Linked DNA regions of Sus scrofa: region 2 is linked to region 1. A link is a contact called in public HiChIP or PLAC-seq data. All regions are on one chromosome and are shown on one strand. Each heading gives the region's core, a stretch centred on a gene start, on an enhancer-like site or on the middle of the called end of the contact. The rest is flanking DNA. Distances are from core to core; before and after follow the strand shown. Region 1 holds the start of TRIM45 (tripartite motif-containing protein 45). Region 2 holds the start of TTF2 (transcription termination factor 2).

Region 1 (3,917 bases), core at 219-2,718:
CATGGCATTCGAGCTTTCCTTTCCATCTGCTCACCCAGGGAATTCTCTGTCTTGACACCTCTTTGCACTCCGCTCTTAAGCCACACCAGGTGGGGTGTCCCATCTTTACCTATGAGCCTGGCAGCAAAAGTGGCAGAGATTGGCTTTGCAGGTCTGACACCTCTTCTCCACTTCCCTGTCGCTGCACAGGTCACACACCAGGCCCTGGCCTTCCCCACGCAGACTCTCCAGCATCACATCATTCATGGCCAGGTGGTCTATGGTTAAAGCCTTCACTCCACCCATGGGCAGGTCCACCTGAGCATCACATACCGGACAGAGGATGCCGATCTGCGGCTGCAGAGTGCATGGCTTGAGTTCCTGGAATATTGACCCCTCAGAGCTTGTGTCAGAGTCTCCCCCACGGATGTCCACTACTGAGAAGGGTTCCAGCTGCTCCAGACAGGTGGTGCAAACTGTGTGCAAACAAGGCAAGAGCCTGGGGGTCTTGAAAAGCCCCATGCACAAAGGGCAGTGAGTCTTGCCTGAGTTCCCAGGTGTGGTCCCACATGGGAGTTTGCCCACGAAGCCCAGCAGCGGCTTCCTGTTTTCTGCCATATTCCCCACGTTTGTGCTCAGTATCAGAAAAGACCCTGGGCAATTCTATAATGAAGTAGTAGGTGATTAGGCCCACCCAAAGAGAAAGTTTCCAAAACTTGAACAGAGACCATGGGGACTCTCTCTTTGGCAAATCAAAGGGCAAAAAGTTAGAGGATTCCTTAAAGGAACCGCCCACAGAACTACTCAACAGGGCCCCCTCCTTTGCAAGGCATCCCATACCAGACACGCCCACGGCCTCCTCTAACCCCCTAAATCCTCCGAGGAGGCGCTTCCAGGTCTAAGTCTCCTGCTAGACTTCTGAACCCCTGCATCTCTAACACCCTCTACTATCACCCCCCTCCCGCTGCCACCCGTCCGGCCCCGCGCCAGACACGCGACAAGTGCCGTCCCCGCCCTCGCGTGATGCGGTTGGGGGGCCTCCCGCTCCTTCCCCCAACCCGGCCCTCCGCGGAAGGCACATGGAGGACGAGGGTGCTGCGAGGTCTTGCCGGCTCTTCGGTTGCCACCGCCTGCCCACTTTCCGGTCCAAGGTGGTGCCCGATGGCTCCGGCCCTTTCTCACACCAATCCCAGTCGGGGGCTACTCGGGCGAGTCCAATCACCTTGGGAGAGGCGCGGCCTTCGCCGCAGCAGGACCCGCCGCCCTTCAGAGTGACACCAGCGGCACCCAGTAAGCTTTGGAAATTCCACATCTTGGCCGGTGCCCTCCGGGAAGGGGCGGGATCAAACTAAAGGCAGGAGGCGGGGCTGTCTGCGGGGTTAGTCCTCGGAAGAAGAAAAGACTGAGGCTGGGAGTGAGCGGCATAGTACAGCCGGCGTCACCGTTTTACGGTGACTGTCCCTTTCTCTATGGCTGCGGCGATCAGAGAGGCCAGAGGAGCACTTAAAAAGCCGCGCTGATGGGCCACGGGACCGCCTCCCCCGCGCCCTCGGATTGGTCCCACGATCCCAGTTTGGGCCCTCCCATTGGTGGGTGGCGCTGTCAGTTGGTGCCGGGCTCCGCCCGGGGCGTTGAAAGGGGAGGTGTTTTCCTGGTTGTCGAGGTTTGGGATGTGTGCGGTTACTGGCGTTTCTTCTCCGAGCTGGTGTCAGCCTGAGAGTTCCCCTCTGGGCTTCCCAGCTTATTTTAGCTCTGGAGTCCCTCAGGACTAGCGGGCTGGGTACAAGAGCTTCTAGAAGAGGCTTGCTGGCTCCTGGCGTTTTCCGACCCAGGCTGGTTCGGAAGACCCCTCAGGGAGACCGTTGCACCGAGGTCTAGCGTTGCCTTCGTCCGGCCAGCGCCCAGGAGCCGACTCCCCGTTCCCTGGAGTCGGAGAAGCAGTTTTTTCACCCATCCGGGGCAAGAGGTGCGGATGACTAAGGGGTGGTTTTTCATTCAGAATTCTACAGCTTTGTGTAAGAGAAACAGGGCACGTTTGTCCCCCCGTTTTTATCCGTCAGGGAGGGCCGGTGGCTGGTCACAATGGGGTAGTGGAAGGTGTCAAGGAGGGATAAGCCCTTTGTGGGCTCACAAACTAAGGGGAAAATGAACCCATCAGGCACCCTTTCCTTCGCGATTCACAGTTTCTTGGTCTCCTTCTTTTAAGTGTCCTCAGGAGTCTGCTGATTTAGCCGTATCTGGGATTTTACCTGGGATGTAGGCCTTTTATCTCCCAAGTTCCACACGTGGTAACCCTCTGGCTTCTTACCCTCCATCTGTTCTCATTATCTTCGGCACTTAAGCCCCTGGAGGAGGCCTGATTATCTACCTCACAGCTCGCTTTATTCATCACCTCTTGGACTTGATTTGGACCCAGTGGGCAACTGTCTCACTGATGTCTTCATTATCCATTCCATGCTATAGGCACAGTGCCTGGAGCCTAAGCTCTTTTAAAAACAAAAAAAAGTAGAATCTAAAACAACACTCTGAAATATGAAAAGAAAACTATAAAATCAGAAATTGGAATGTTTGGCCATTTCTAAAATATGTTAATGAGTCAAATGCCACTTTTATATGTAAATTATATGTAATTTCCTAAAGGAAGCATGCCGGCAAAGGTCTTAAAATAGTTCTTACCTAGATTTTTTTGTGGCTTCTTGTCCTTCTCTGTACCTACTGACTCGGAATCTGCTTTCTCCACTCCAGTATGAAGTCAGTCGCAGCAACTGCAGACTTGGATTTGTTATATATCCTTGCTCTGAACTTCACCTCAACACTCCCCGATGCCTTGTGATGCTTTGCTTCATCTCTTATTCATGCTCTTATCATATTTCCCATGGTAGATGTTACAAGCTTCTCTTGTCTAAGAAGTGCTTTATAATTTACATGTGTGTTATTCCATTTACTCTCTTAACAACTCTGTGAGGAAAGTCTCAAGTTTGGTGGCCAGCCCAAGGTAGCCCATCTGAGACTTGAATTCTGTCTCATGATGCCATGCCCAACCACCTCTACCCTTTCTCTTCCCAGCTGCTGCTGCTTTTTTTTTTTTTTTTTTTTTTTTTTTGGTCTTTTGTCCTTTTTAGGGCCACACCCGCAGCATATGGAGGTTCCCAGGCCAGGGGTCCCATCGGAGCTGTTGCTGCCAGGCTACACCACAGCCACAGTAACGCCAGATCTGAGCCATGTCTACAGCCTACACCACAGCTCATGGCAACGCCGGATCCTTAACCCACTGAGTAGGGCCAGGGATCGAACCCACAACCTCATGGTTCCTAGTCAGATTCGTTTCCGCTGTACCATGAGGGGAACTCCTCATCGCAGCTTCTTAAGCATTAAATCCTTTATATACTCAGCAGGTATATAAAGCAGGAATATAAAGCAGACTTTAAGAAAAGCAATTTCCTCACTTTTTACCAAAAAAATCTGGGATTCATCATTTCTCCTCTCATACCTCTCCTAACTGCTTTTCTTCTCTTCCAAGGTTAACCTCTCAAGACTTCTGCTCTTAATTCCGACCTTTCCTGCCTTCGCAAAACCTTGCTGTTCCTACATTTTCCATCTGTCCTTTATGCACGTTCTTCTACCAGATCCTCCTTTGACTGGGCTGCCTTTTAACTTCCAGACCTTTGTGACTCTCACCACTACATTTCTCGAAAGAGTAGTCTCACTCTCCGGCTTTCATCACCTTCTTCTCAGTGTCACCATCACCGCCCCCGTTTTTTTCCTCCCCCCTATAAACTCCTCTTTCCTACTGAGACTTTTCTCTTGCAGATGACAAGTGACCACATCACTAGCCCTTTCTCACTACAGTCTCTTTGGTATTCGCTATTGTTATGTACTCCCTTGTATTTAAAACGTCCTCTCCCCTCGCCTTCTGAAATAGGCTGCTCTCCTGGCCT
Region 2 (4,505 bases), core at 1,135-3,634, 63 kb before region 1:
AATTTATGGAAGAAATATTCCCCCTCTCTGTGATTTGGCTCTGCATACTTTCATGGAGTTGGACCTGACGTACTGGATTAAAATACTTGCAGAGGAACAGCTTCTTCCTTAACAGGATATTTAAGAGGCTCCTATTTTGTTTTTGTTTCAAACATTTATTATTCAAGAAATAATTATCATGCCCCTTGTCCTGGAATGACAGTATTCATGGTCTACTTCTCCTAATACAGCATATATTAAATACGTTCATAAAAATCTTTCAGTGCAAGGATTTTTGTTTGTTTGTGTTTGCTTTTTTAGGGCCGTACTTGTGGCATATGGAGGTTCCCAGGTTAGGGTTTGAATTAGAGCTACAACTGCCAGTCTATGCCACCACCAGAGCAACGCAGAATCTAAGCCTCGTCTGTGACCTACACCACAGCTCATGGCAACGATCCTTAACCCACTGATCAAGGCCCCAGATTGAACCCAGATCCTCATGGATCCTAGTCGGGTTTGTTAACCGCTGAGCCACGAAGGGAACTCCTTCCGTGCAAGGATTATAATCTGGAATAATGAAAATGCCTGTTTTTTGTTCCTTTCTTATCTCTGCATTTATAAGTGTTACAGTGGAGATAGTTATGTATAAACTAATTCCACTTTGCTTCCAGACATATCTTTATCTAGTCCTACGGAGTTTACTGCTGACCCCACTCATCTTGACATTTAAATACTATTTTAGGAGTTCCCCTCCTGGTGCAGCAGAAATGGATCTGACTAGGAAACATGAGATTGCAGGTTCGATCCCTGGCCTCACTCAGTGGGTTATGGATCCCACGTTGCGGTGAACTGTGGTGTAGGCCAGCAGCTGTAGTTCTGATTTGACCCCTAGCCTGGAAACCTCCATATGCCGTGGGCATAGCCCTAAAAAGGCAAAAAGACAAATAATACTATTTTACACTGTTATTTAAGTGTCAGTATGTACTAGTTCAGTCTCCAAATACTGAGAAAGCTCTTTGTGATTAGAATAGTTTTCTTAAACTTTGTGTATGAATAAATGAATTTTATATTTCTCAAGCACCTAGTGTCCACCCACACTGGACACACAAAAAACTATTTAATAAGTACTTGTTTAATTAAAAAATGACACCTCAGGTTTGTCTTCCCTCCTCTGGATCCCCTATGACATTTACATCTATCATATAGCCCAGATTTCCTAGAACTTGCAGAATTTCTGTCCTACTGTCTCTGTAAGTACAGCTGCACATGCTACACCATATGTCAGGACATATGTTCCAAAGAGTTGTAAGATGAAGCCATCTCTATTGCAATAAGTGTCTGATGTCTGTTTCTTTTTGCTGCCTAAGAGATCCGATTACAATTTCAAATAGCCCCCTTTCTTTCAACTTATCCTCGGTTTTTAATATTACAAAAGCCTACTGGTAGAAAAAGTCTGATAATAAAAAATGTACCAAATTAAATTCCCTTTCACCAAAGGTCATCTATTTCTCCCCTGTCGTTTCCACTGTGACACTTCCAACTCAGGTCTCCTATTGAGCGCCTAGAGAACATTCAGTACACACAGGAGGCAGCTGCGTGGTCCGCTGGCACCTGTCCGCAGACGGTCCACTCACTAATTCTCTGACCTGGGGTTAGTTACTCAAAGTTCTAGGAGTCTACGGGTCGGTAAAATGCCCATCTCACCAGGCTGTCGAGATCGAACCCAGATCTTCATGGATCCTAGTCGGGTTTATTAACCTCTGAGCCACGGTCAAGACGTGTATGGGTAAGCACTTTGGGTTGTGGGGTCCTGGAAAAGTCTTTAAGCTTGCTCTACCATAGTCCCGTCAGTTCACCATGTAGCTTTAAAGGATGCCCCCACCGACCCTCTCTCGCACCCCAGAGAGCCAGCAAGAAGGCAGAGCGCCCACCAACCAACCCAGCTCGCAGATGACTATGAAATTCCAGGCGCTCTTGGCCTTCGGGAGAAGGGAGTCTTCTTTGCAGAGCTCTTCTCTGCAGTTTCTAACGCCTGCTTCCTTTAGGGCCGCCTCTAGGTCTTAAATAAATGTAAGCTAGAGTCTCCCCGTTGACAGTCCTGTTCTTTTCTCTTTCAGGACCTGCAAAGCAAAGCTTCCCTAAGCCCGGAAGCTTCGCCAGCCTCCAAAACTCTTTCCAGCTTCGGCCACGCCCCATCAACCAAAGACCAAGTCCACCCTCCCCCTCGCCTCAGTTCGATTTCGGCGCGAGGCAAACCTGAGGACGGCTGTGATTGGTTGGAGAGAAACAAACTACCGTTTGATTGGCTGATAATAGCCATCAGCGGGTAACTAAGGCCGCGGGGATGAATTATGGGGGTTAAGACTCGGGGAGGTGGGTGACGATTGGTTCCTGAAGGAGGAGGGCGGAGTCAAAGGCGGAAGCACGCGTTGGGTTGGGGTAGCTTGGGGAAAGAGAAAGAAGGAGCAGGATGGAAGTGGTTAGGTGTCCGCAGCATGGTAGGAGGTCAGGGTCCCAGGGTCTTTCGGGATCTGTCATTGTAGCGTGGCCTAACTATTGTCGACCTTCTCTCCTCAGGCACCTTATGCTTTCTGAAGACCGGCGTCCGCGATGGCCCGAATAAAGGAAAGAGCTTCTACGTGTGCCCGGCGGACACATGCAACTTTCTGAGGGCCACTGAGTAGGTCTCGAGCTGGGCACAATTCCCTGCGACCGCGCGCCGTCTCCCCGGTGGGGTCGCGGACTCCCCTCTGGCCAGCGCCATTAGGACTGGGAGAGCTGGGACCCCTGGTCTGTGGAGCCATGGCCCTTTAATTAGTTGGTAATCTCAGGACAACTTGGCATGTTAGGGACACGCCCCGCTCTTGATTGCAGTGTGACCCAAGGCTGGTTACTTTGCCTCTCTGGGCAGCCAATTCCCTCATAACATGGAGGATCGACTACATCTGGATCCTTCTGGTCCTTTCCAGTTCTCGGTTTCTTTTTCGCCTGACAAGCCTTGATCACTCCCTTCTGATCAGACATTACCCCCTACTCCATTTAAAGTGAGGACATAGAGGCGTAGCAGAAAATAACTGGCTCCAGCTTTGCACTAATAGTAGTCGGATTGACTGGCTCTTTTAAAAATAGGATTCTCTACATTTAAGTGGTGAGATTGTTAATCTAAGGAAACAAGTTACTTTAGGGATTAAGGCTGAAAGAAACATCAGAAATCTGATTCGGCAGTCTGGTTTTTACAGAGCTGAAAGTGAAACCCAGAAATATTAAGCTTCTTTTTGGAAGTGAGAAAAGTTAATACTGTTCTCATAAAATGTTGTTAATGTTTTCACAGTACCAGATGTTGGAAGTCTCTATGCGAAATTTTAAACTGTTATATCTTAACCATTTTTTTTCCTACTTTCTACTGAACTTGGTAGAGAAAAGGTATTTTTCTACATATCATGTAAGGCACATAATGGATATCAATATTGGAAAATAATGTTTTTTTCAACACATACATTAGCTTCTCATGTTTCCCCCACATGATTTAGATGATTTGTATTTTTGTTATGCTTTGAAACTAAGTGGGAGATTTTTATCCTTTTTCAGATGTAGAAAATAAATTTTTAGTAAAATATTTTCTTTGCCTTCTGTAAGTTGTTTTTTCATTTGACAGAAATTACTAGGATCCAGTTTAATTAAATACAAAATGATTTTATTTAAATCAGTGTTAAATCTTAGAGAAGGGACCAAACAAAAAAAAAACCCTGATGCTATCAACACCATGTCATTATGTCAGGGTTTACTATTTATTTCTAGTTTCTATACATGGCTTCTTAGGTTCAGTACCTAGCTCAAGTTTCATGAGACACAAAAGCACATTCAGATTTATAAGAACTAAACATTAATGGAAGTGTAAGATTCTGTTTTAAATGAAAAGAAACATGCCTTTTTATAGAGTACTACTTATAAGAATGTACTCCTGTACAAACTAGTACAATGGTATTTGACTGACTCAAAGACGATTGCTTGATAAATTTGACTTACTTGGAATATGTCTGGTAACCAGAATATAAGCAAAAAGACAGAAAATGCCACAGGTCATGTGAGAGTATTTTAGACCATCTCCTAAAACTATTTACTCTCAAATGTTGTACATAAATTATCTTTCATAATAAGAAGTTGGAAGGGAGGAATTAAACTTAGACCAACAAGCATGAAGAAAATCAGTAGAGTGTTTTACCAGAGTGGGTGTGTGACAAAGCTGAGTGACAGCTAATGGATTATCAGAGGAAAGAGGATGGAAGAATCTGGGGAAAATCCACAGCCTGGAGGTATCCCAGTATAGTGGTTATGTAGCACAGTATTGCTTCACACTTTTGGATCATCAAGAGAAATATAGATATATTTACTGTTCTGCTTTATTTGGGGGAGTGAAAGATGAGAGCTTGGCTCTTTCCCCACAGGAATGCGCAATGTACATAAAAGTGTGAGATCTGCAAACCCAGTGGAGGTCAAACATGGGTCCTTAAGTTTAAAGCCCATAT

The links. HiChIP or PLAC-seq counts read pairs in DNA pulled down with a chosen protein or histone mark.
Region 2: a contact with region 1 is called in an H3K27ac HiChIP or PLAC-seq map of skeletal muscle. The contact joins the promoter of TTF2 here to the promoter of TRIM45 in region 1. A contact is called at or near these places in 10 of 47 Hi-C or Micro-C datasets (brain, embryonic fibroblasts, epiblast stem cells and 6 more) and 2 of 2 datasets of contacts at active chromatin or transcription factors (alveolar macrophages and skeletal muscle).

The regions. Positions count from the first base shown.
Region 1 is chr4:103,610,733-103,614,649 of Sscrofa11.1, reverse strand. It overlaps TRIM45 (tripartite motif-containing protein 45), which reads right to left and starts at 1,468. Exons shown (of 6, transcript XM_001929343.5): 1 at 110-1,468. The coding sequence starts at 597.
Region 2 is chr4:103,674,357-103,678,861 of Sscrofa11.1, reverse strand. It overlaps TTF2 (transcription termination factor 2), which reads left to right and starts at 2,384. Exons shown (of 23, transcript XM_001929357.7): 1 at 2,384-2,477; 2 at 2,557-2,659. The coding sequence starts at 2,450.